Linked DNA regions of Mus musculus: region 1 is linked to region 2. A link is a contact called in public Micro-C data. All regions are on one chromosome and are shown on one strand. Each heading gives the region's core, a stretch centred on a gene start, on an enhancer-like site or on the middle of the called end of the contact. The rest is flanking DNA. Distances are from core to core; before and after follow the strand shown. Region 1 has its middle 180 kb from the start of Gm24790. Region 2 has its middle 46 kb from the start of Gm40658.

The links. Hi-C and Micro-C count contacts between places; a contact is called where the count stands out from the background.
Region 1: a contact with region 2 is called in a Micro-C map of granulosa cells, with 2.6 times the contacts expected there. The contact joins two enhancer-like sites. A contact is called at or near these places in 3 of 484 Hi-C or Micro-C datasets (the C2C12 cell line, embryonic fibroblasts and granulosa cells) and 1 of 115 datasets of contacts at active chromatin or transcription factors (embryonic stem cells).

Annotation. Positions count from the first base shown.
Region 1 is chr13:5,006,853-5,012,056 of GRCm38.p6, forward strand. No RefSeq gene overlaps it. Among named protein-coding and RNA genes, the nearest start is that of Gm24790, 180 kb to the right of the region's middle. Within about 2 kb of position 1,714, at least 6 of the 459 cell types and tissues checked have an H3K27ac peak or open chromatin away from gene starts, as enhancers often do. A contact at or near this core is called in granulosa cells, where this site is marked.
Region 2 is chr13:4,769,046-4,774,718 of GRCm38.p6, forward strand. No RefSeq gene overlaps it. Among named protein-coding and RNA genes, the nearest start is that of Gm40658, 46 kb to the left of the region's middle. Within about 2 kb of position 2,581, at least 305 of the 459 cell types and tissues checked have an H3K27ac peak or open chromatin away from gene starts, as enhancers often do. A contact at or near this core is called in granulosa cells, where this site is marked.

The sequences.
Region 1 (5,204 bases), core at 464-2,963, 240 kb after region 2:
TCTTCTGATGAACTCCTTGATATATCCTTGACCCAGTTATCATTACTGTGAAAATTTTAAAGTCCTTCATCATTTTGTACATTTAGTCTATTAAAAAGCTCAATAACCATGCAGAAACTTGTAAGACCATTATTTCAGACACAAGAGAAAGAATCTTCCTCTGGAATATAGTCCAATGAGGTTAATAAAACCAAGAAGAGTCAGGTTCCTGTGCTGTGCATTGGGAAAGGTAAACAAGGGAAGGAGAAGCCTGGGAAGGGCAAAGAGACCTGGTTGTAGTCGTCATACTTATGTAAACCTGGAGAGCTCATGCTACCACCAGCAAAATAATGAACTTTTCTGGAGATGTTATATGAAGAATACACAGGTAGATAATATCTTTTATAAGATTGAAAAATATTTAATTTTATGTTTCTAACTGCTGTATATCCTTTCTTTTATTTATAATCTCTCTGATATAAGTTAATTACATCACGTCCTTCTTCTCTTTCCTTCCTTTAGATCTTCCCAAACACTCATCTTTGTTCTCTTTCAAGTTCATGGTGATTAATTTTTGTGGTGTGTGTGTTTCTAGAAACATAAATATGACCTGCACTCTGTCTTGTTTTCTTAAAATATAAATCTCCCAGTGCTCACCATAATTTATCATGTAAATATTCTAAAAGGCATGAAAGGAACTAATTTTTGTTCTGTTTTCCTTTTGTAAGAAGAAATAAACTCATTCTGATGACCTTGAAAGGAGTTTGTACTTATTGGATAATCCACAACATTTCCAGGAGAGTTTAAGAATATTGCTTAAATTTTATGCAACCAGATACAGCAGAGTCCCACGAGTCTGTTTCAGGTCCTTGACAAAATGGAAACTTTTAGAAGATAGTCACATGATCAGTAAGTTGATATAGTGTTTCTGGGTTCAGACTATTGACTCTAAACATAAAGAGCTCTTCCTTTGCTTCTTACTTTGAAACAGGAAGTAAAAAATAATAATTTCTCACTGACCTTGAAGCATATGTCATAGCATGCCTTGAGGATCTTAAATCAGTAGCTTCCATTTCTCCATCCTAAGTAGGCTTGTTGTCTTACAACTGGAGCATTTGCAGTCCTTGCTACTTCCTTTTTCTCAAGTCATATTATCAGGATGTTTTTCTCTTTGTTATCGTTGTTGTTTTGTTTTGTTTTATTGTGAAATTTTCACTCTTCACTGAATAGCCACACAAGCATGTCCCCTTTAGACTGTATTGTGACAGAAAATAGGAAAAGTAACTCAAGCCTGGGAACAAGAATCAGTACTGCATGATCTGTACTCTGAAAGGGTATGTACCCCTAATAAGAATTTACTTATTTTTTCCAGTTACTAAGATCACAGAAGATCCTAATCTATGAGACCACCATATCCAGAACAGAACTACAAATGGGTATCACTTACAAACCTAAGAGAACTCGTCAGAATCCAGCATAATCCATCTGCTTTGTGTATGAACCAAAAGGGTTGTTTACATAAGAGTTTATTGAAAGCCACCATCCCTATATTTATGTTTTTAGGGGATGGCTGAGACTTTTTTTGTCATTTACACTGAGATAATAGTTTCTGATTTATATTATCTTGGTGATAAAAGGGTCTGTTTCAAGGCTTTCTACATAGCATTGTCTTACGCAATTACTTGTGTTTTATGTATCTTAAGGATTACAGGAAGGCTGTTTCAGCTTCTAAATATGTTCATATCCATTATTTATACAAGAAAAGTGACTCATAATGACTTCAAAGGCCACTGGATACACCCTGAGATGGAGTTGAGAGCTACTATCTCTTGCTGGGCTTTCTACATCTCTAAAGAGACCATTTTTTAAAATCTTCATGCAATGTGTGGGTACTATCTCTGTGTGGTGGTCATTAAAGTTTTTATTGAGAGCCTTGAGAATGCAGTAAACTCTCATGTTTTAAAGATAAAAAGAACTGCCATGAAAAAAATTTTCCACCAAATATAAGGTTCTACCTTTCCCAATATTAAGGTAGTATACAAAACTTTGTTCTTTTAGATTTTCCATGACATTAAGTGTCTGACTGTCCAGATGAGGGTCTTCAAGCCTGTGTCTTGGAGACAGATGTGCAAGAAGCTCATCAGTCTTTATGCATTGATGGACACAATAATAGACAATGCTTGGAATTACCTTATAATGGCACATTCTGCAGGTACTCATCTTAATATACCATTAGGAAGTATTTTAGTAATGATGAGGATATAGGACGTCAAATGTTCTTGTTAGCTTAAACCAAGACAAGATGGGATGCCAAGGTTGTATTTTAAGCATCTCTTTCCCAGAATCTCTTCTAACATGAAAGAGGGAGAAAGTTCAATAGCTAGTTTCATTGTCACTCTGAATATGCAGCATATTTAAAAAATATGGAGTAGGCATGTAAAGATACAGAAAAATGATACATAGAAATATCATATAAGACAGTAACTGAATATTATTGTAACAACAAAGGTCTCTCTGTTGTTGCTTCTAAGATATTACTGTTTTTTCAGATGCTATTTTGCTTTTGGTTTATGATTTGTTGTTGATTTTTCATTTCATTAACAGGGTAAAGCAGCATGTATAAACACATAGCTACATATATATAGTATTCAGGAAATGACTAATATCTGCAGAATTATCTGCAGACAACTCCTTAGGAGGGAGTCTATTTGATGAATATTAATGTAGTGCCCAGGTAGAATTGGGCCTGGCTGAAATTCTTCTGAGTCTCCAGGTATATTTGTCAGACTCTGGACCACAGACATATAGGAAGGCAGGAAGGTCTTCACTGTAGAATGGAGTTAATTGTCTTGTCTGTGAGAGTCCCATGAAGAATCTAGGAATGGAGTAAGACACTACTACTGGGGTAACATGAACATGGGCCATTTACTTGGCTTACCCTTATTTAAACATACCTCATATAAAAGGAGTTTTTTGTTAATATGAAACCATTGCAGCAGTTGTTACTGTATTAACATTTTTTATTCCTAGCTGGTGAGAGTTTTCAAATAGACTCCAGAGACTGTTCCTTTTTGATGCTATGTCTCCAAATTTTCCCCATCTTCCTAGCCGGCCACTAATGCAGGAGTAGAGAATAGCAGAGGTGCTAACCTAAAATGAGTAAAGAAAAGGAAAACAGTGAAAACTTCTTTCAACTTGGACAGAATATTGCAGTTTGTACTGGCTAGTTTTGTGTCAACTTGACACAGTCTGGAGCTATCACAGAGAAAGAAGCTTCAGTTGGGGAAATGCCTCCAAGAGATCCAGCTGCAAGGCATTTTCTCAATTAGTGATCAAGGAGGGAGGTTCCCTTGTGGGTGGTGCCATCTCTGGGCTGGTAGTCTTGGTTCTATAGTCTTGGTGAGCAAGCCAGGGGAAGCAAGCCAGTAAAGAACATCCCTCCATGGCCTCTGCATCAGCTCCTGCTCCCTGACCTGCTTGAGTTCCAGTCCTGACTTCTTTTAGTGATGAACAGCAGTGTGGAATTGTAAGCTGAATAATCTGTTTCCTCCACAACTGCTTCTTGGTCATTATATTTGTGCAGGAATAGAAACCCTGACTAAGACCACTACATTTTCTCATCAGTGCTCCTGATTTGGTTTTAATAGACAAAGAGAATTACCATCACAGCAGCAGACAAGTGGCTTCTTACCAGCTACTTATTACCTTATTACTATAACATAAAGACATTCATGTACACATGCATATACACACATGTACATATGCACACCATATATACAAACACAGAGGCACAGCATATGCACACACATAGACATGTACACACATTCACACAGCCATACACACAGGCACAGCACACACAGACAGAGGCACACACACACATACTCACTCACAAACTAAATAAGTCCTAGCTCTAAAAGTTCTGCTGCTATTTATGTGACACCCTGTATCTTTAATGCTCTGCACTGTTTTCATCTCTAGTAGCTTTGAAATTCATGTCTTATCATATTCATTTAAAATTATTCTTTTAATCCTCTGCTTTTTCCCTGCATTGTGGTGGCTAGTTTATACACTTTACTCCTGTCAGAAGCAGCAAAGCCCCAAATGACATGGAATACTTCCTGTGTTGCTTTAATGCAATAAAAATCGATTCTCCTACAAACAGGTTTCTACTCTGTGTAATTGTCTATAAGTGTGAATGTTTGTGTATACACAACTGCATGTGTGGAAGGTCCACATGCCCCAGTGGGTACATGGATTTTGATGGCAAAAAGAACCAAATACAAGTGTTCCCCAGTGGTGTCTAATTTTCTTAAGACAAGGTCTCTCATTTCTCTAGTACATATCACATTGTCTAGACCGCATTTCCCTATCCAATCTTATAATTGCAAGCATGTATCAAAACACTCAATATAGTTTATGACAGCAAGGCAAGAACATTACCAAGTGAGCTATCTCTCCACCCTAAGGCTTCTAGGTTTTTAAAGAAGGCAATCTGGATGACCTCGGAAATTTACCAGATAGTCAGAGACAGCTTTTTCTGTTATTTCTTTGGATATAAATTTATTTTATAGGATGGTAAATTCCTTTATTTGCATGGCTAAATACCTTTTGAATACTGTATTATGTGAAATTGAAGTTCTATAATAGCTAGGGTCCAAAAAGCCATTACTGAAAAAAGGAATAAAGAAGATGAAGGCACATTGTTGTTGAAATATCACTTTGAGGACGGACTCTAAGAAGAAAATGGCGCTTTCTGAATGGCATGCAGAGAAGAGAAGAAAACTCTTCACAAATGAAGAACCCCTGATGCAAAATCAGAGTGAAAAAGGCTGCACATAGCCAGTAAAGCTTTGTAAAACACAAAAGTCTTTTATCTAAGAAAATGGTCTTTCTCTTTGCACAGCCATTTTCTTATTACTCTAGCAAAACCAGTAAGTACCCTGTGTTCTTTATACATGCCTTGCTTTTAGTCCCTGTATGATCTTTCCGGGATCAGGAGGCAGGTGGTCAACAACCTGGAAGTAAGTAGTGTCTGGGCCATTAGGACCCAGGCATCAAAGCCATGGCCTCCGTTGCTATAACTCTTTACACAGACATGTGGCAGCAGTCATTTGGCCTTTATTTACAAGACAATACACGGCTTTATCAGTACTTCTGCCTGAAAGAATTCTTGCATTTACTTGAGGTCTTTCTGCTGCTGCTCTCTGGGCTCAAGATTCTAAACT
Region 2 (5,673 bases), core at 1,331-3,830:
AATCTTAAAAAAAAACCCTTGTAAATCTATAATTCTGAAGACTGTATGTTACTGAGATAGAGGTCAGCTTGTAGATCAGAAATGGGGAAGAGGGAAATGAGGGAGGAGTGTGGAGGGAGAATCAACCTAAATGGCATACTTACAAAGTCCCCATATGTGATCCTATTCCCTTGTAAGCTAATTTTAAAAAGAAAAATAAGATATGAAAAATGACTGAGACAAAGTAATAAGCTTGTGAAACAGAAACAGAGCTTTACTTGTACAACCACTCTGGAAATCAGTCTGGCGGTTCCTCAGAAAATTGGACATAGTACTACCGGAGGATCCCGCAATACCTCTCCTGGGAATATATCCAGAAGATGTCCCAACCGGTAAGAAGAACACATGCTCCACTATGTTCATAGCAGCCTTGTTTATAATAGCCAGAAGCTGGAAAGAACCCAGATGCCCCTCAACAGAGGAATGGATACAGAAAATGTGGTACATTTACACAATGGAGTACTACTCAGCTATTTAAAAAAATGAATTTATGAAATTCCTAGGCAAATGGATGGACCTGGAGGGTATCATCCTGAGTGAAGTAACCCAATCACAAAGGAACTCACACAATATGTACTCACTGATAAGTGGATATTAGCCCAGAAACTTAGGATACCCAAGATATAAGATACAACTTGCCAAACAAATGAAATTCAAGAAGAACGAAGACCAAAGTGTGGACACTTTACCCTTTCTTAGAAATGGGAACAAAACACCCATGGAAGGAGTTACAGAGACAAAATTTGGAGCTGTGACGAAAGGATGGACCATCTAGTGATTGCCATATGCAGGGATCCATCCCATAATCAGCTTCCAAACGCTGACACCATTGCATACACTAGCAAGATTTTGCTGAAAGGACCCAGATATAGCTCTCTCTTGTGAGACTATGCCGGGGTCTAGCAAACACAGAAGTGGATGATCACAGTCAGCTATTGGATGGGTCCCACGGCCCCCAATGGAGGAGCTAGAGAAATTACCCAAGGAGCTAAAGGGAACTGCAACCCTATAGGTGGAACAACAATATGAACTAACCAGTACCCGGGAGCTCTTGTCTTTAGCTGCATATGTATCAAAAGATGGCCTAGTCGGCCACCACTGCAAATAGAGGCCCATTGGACTTGCAAACTTTATATGCCCCAGTACAGGGGAACGCCAGGGCCAAAAAGGGGGAGTGGGTGGGTAGGGGATTGGGGGGGTGGGTATGGGGGACCTTTGGGATAGCATTGAAAATGTAAACGAGGAAAATACCTAATTATAAAAAAAAGAAACAGAGCTTTAGCACTTAAGGCTAAACACTGACATTTCTAGACACAGGACATCACTTACGCAAGAGAGAACAACATTCGTTTCTTATGTTCTTAACAAAACCCACCAGTTACACATTACACACTCATCCATTAGAAAGATGATGATTTAGCAGGGTTCTAGATGCTCACTCATGTGTGTGGTGGTGAAGATGTTTCTGCAAAAGTCACTTCACTTTACCCACAGTGCCAGTTGTTACATTTCAGCAATTTTTATGTACTTTCCACAAGACTTTGTATTTCCCTTTCAGCAATCCTTCTACTTTGAGATACCTTTTCTTCTGGGTTTTTGTATGGACATCTTAAGAACACATAACACAAGTATCTTTATTTAAGAATGTGAGATCAGTCTGTGTTCAGCACAGTATTATTGTGGGCTTTTATTCATAAATTGCTCTTAAAGCATATAGAAAGAGAACAGAACAAAAAAGTATGGTAAGAATTTTTTGAGAATATTTTTCCTAAGATTGTGTGTGTGTATATGTGTGTGTGTCTGTGCATGTGTATACACATACACACACACACACACACACACACACACACACACACACACATATATATATATATATATATATATATATATATATATATATTTGTGCTTGATATATATGTATTACTCATTAAATGTATTCATTAAAGTTGATGTAATGCTCCTTCACGGTTATTGTTTTTAAAGCTGTCCTCTTTTGAATAGCTTGAAGGTCCTTCAGGAATTGCAAGCTCTGTTGTGAAACAGAATGTTCATATCGTCCTGTTACTCTTTGGCTCTGCTAGTTCGCTGATTAAAATAGGCTCACGCGCAGGACGCTAATCTCTGTTTATAGAAAATAGCAAACAGATGGAGAAGCAATGATGAGTAAAAATAGACCCTTTCCTCCAGCAGATCTTTTAACACATAGATGTCAAGAAAGCCAAGAAGTCAGTGAAACCTAGTCTGGTGTTCCCTACACTACCCTGAAGTGACAAATCGCATAATGACAGGGATCCGTTTGCTCCTGAGGCAACAGCTAAGCGGGACTTCCAGTACTTTCTATTATAGGTGGCTTTTTCATTGCAACCTCCATTTACTTGGCAGGGCCTCTGGAATCTCTGACTGGAACTCTGAATGAACACTCCTCTTGTTTGAATCCTGCTGATCCCCCAACTGTAACTGGATCAGCTGACATCACCAGTGTGCTGAGCCCTGTGAAATGTCTCTGTAATTGGACTCCACTCTTGAGTCAGAGCTTGGTAAACCCTGGAGAGGCGCTGTGGTCCGCGTGCTCAGCATGACTCATGCCTCTAGTGCCTGGAGACTGTTGCTATGTGAGACTTCCTGTTAAGTGTTTACTTCTTACAGTGGGTTTGTCCTGTCCCAAGAGCTATTTGGATTTGGTATGCGGGGTGGGGTGGGGTGGAGTGGGGTGGAGTGGAGTGGGGGCAGGGGCAACTAGGGCAAAGGATTTGCCTTTTTCTTCTGAAAACAAGGATCCTGGGAGAGTCAGCTCTGAGTTAACTTCCTTAAATGGTCTGGCAGCTCATGTTTACAGGAAGAGGAAAATCTGGGAAATGCTGATAGAAGTCATAAATGCAAGGAGGGAAAAATAGCATAGTTGAGGTCATATGCAGGTGCCTGAGGGTTATTTTTTTTTAATGCCTATTTGTGTCATTCTTATGCCAAACATGCTTTAAATTATTCAAAATGGTTTTATTTAGACTGCTTTTAAAATTAAATAAACATTTTAAAGTTTTCAGTCAAAACTCTTCTGTGACAAATTAAGGAACATTGAAGAAAAGGCATAGAGACAACCTACCAGGTAGCACTTTACAATTGTGAAATCATTTTCTTTTCTGAATGATAGGTAGCTATAAGACACGGTGGCGGTTGAATAAACATTTAATCAAAACCAATATACGTTTATGTGAACATGTGTTTCTACACGTGGTTTTATAGATAGAAGTGGAGACTGGATAGAAGGCCAGTATATTACAAGGAAATGGGATTTGATTCTTCAACAGTGCTCAGATCATTCAGGCGTATGAATATACTGGATTGTGATGCAACCTTGGTAATAGGGAGTTCAAGCCAACTCTATTCTCAGAGTCATATGAATTCAGCTTAGTTCACATTGCCAAGGCACACTGGCAACTGCAGCTGACACAAGAGATAATCCATGTGTCAGCCAAGAACAGATAAAGAAGAGTATGAGATTCTTGGAGCTAACTCAGGCTGGGAACAGGAGAGGTGTTCATTGCTGTTCTGTAAACAGCAAAGACAGGAGCAGAATAAGGAGAATGTCATGTTGAACCTGTGAGTCACAAGACCAGAACTAAAACAAAGCCCTCGGGGGCCATATACACCCCAAGAAGCCAAAGGGGTGCTTTGGAGAAAGTCTAACTTCATTGTGCTTATAGAGTAGAGTGGTTAATGGAGCCAGCATTATGAACCTGCATATACAGCTCTTTCTTGTTCCTTCTCAAGAACAGTAGCTTTTCAGAAAGTTGAAGGAAAAAAAATAGCAAGTATTGGAAGAAGGTGTTACAGTAACTAGTACTGTATGTTTACTTTGCCTAGAAAGGATCTCATGCCATCCAGGCTGGCCTATTGAGGTTGGTCTTCACCTTTTAATCCTCTATGTGCTATTTCTCTTTTGTGAGGATTAGAGACATGATACCACCTTGCACCATTTAACGTATGTTGGGCATTGAACCCAATTGTAGAAATAATATTTCAGTATTCACAGAGCCAGAGAGGGCAATCCTCAGATTATGGGTTTTAAATGCAACCACTTGTATCATCATTAATACATACATCATAGAGTGGCTTTCTGTATGCATTTATATCTGAAAGACAACTTCAGTTAATTAAAAGGAACTTTGCCCTTCCTTTGTCTTTGACTGTTTTGGTCACATACTATCATTTCATCAGGAATAAAATAGCCTAATTCTTGTTTTGAATGAGAAAACGTACCTTGGTGGCTTTAATATGACTTTTGCTTATTAAATCATTTATTTTCTTATGTCATTAATTTGTAAGATTCAGCTCTTAGACTATGTTCAGCAAGTTCCATGCATGATCCATGGTGCATATGTTCTCATCTGCTGACAGACCTAACCAGAGGAGGGGACCCTGATTCCCATTGGTCAACTAGGATTCCAGAGAAAGTAAGAGGGAGACAAGCAATAAGAAAAAAAACAACAGCAGAATGGATAAAGTGAAGGAGAGAAGAAAGGGGAGAGAACAGAAGAAGTGAAGATTCAGGCAAGGAAATCAGAAGATGGGACTAAAAGAGTAGAGGGGAAAGGAGAAGGTGGACCACGGTCATACAAAAGTCTACACAGGTTCAGGCAGACCTTTACTGATGACTTTAGATACTTGTGAACTATAGAGACTATGATCATAGTTGTTGTTCTCCTTGTACTTGTGGTTCTAGTTCTTGTTGTTCTTGTTCTTGTTTTCCTCCTTCTCTTCCTCTTCCTCCCCCCTGCTCCTGCTCCTTTTTCTGTTTCACCTTTATGTGTATAGGCTAATTCTCCATATTCTCTTGTGTAGTTTGTGGTCAGTGAAGTTGATTTATCTTGCTGAACTGCTCAGGCTTTGAGAAGTGTGGCATCTCAGTGGAGACTATTCAAAGACTCAAGTAAACCGTGGGAGACAGACATCTTATTCCCTCTAGAATATATGCAATAATTTTGGTCCTTAGGAGACACAGATCCAGTGATCAAAAACCGCACTTTGATATACACATAAAGTTTTAGAGCTTTACCTCTTGGGGTGGTGTTGTCTTCACATATTTGCTGCCTCTGGTCATTTCTTTTTCTTACATAGAAGAAAGCACTGATGCCCTACTTCGATTCTCTCCATCTGGTAAGTCTTTACAGGTTGTCCCTGTTATTCCAGCTACTCACCAATGCTCAGAGTGAGCAGCAGTGCCTTCCTAGAGGTGATACAGTTAATGGGAGTCACTTGAGACCCTTCTGCTGTTAGCCCTCCTCCTTTAACTTCAGAAAGCCCTTCCATCCTGTCATCCTGAATGTATCAGGTTTTATTAGGCACACCTATTCTAAAAAGCAAAATCAGCTGACTCTGGTGGCCAGGTTATAAAAGTCAAACTCTATATCCAAAGCTGCTATTCTAGCACATGCTAGAATATTCTAGTACATTCTCTTATTCTTGGCCAGGAAAAAAAAAGCCACAATTTTTCTGTCTCTTAGAACTTGATTATCTCAATTGATATGACTGAGTATAAACAGATTGTTAGTTAATCCATAATAAATGGTGCATTAAAGATATTATCACTCTTTAGATTGAATATCTATTCTGGGCGCACTGTACAAGAATCTAATC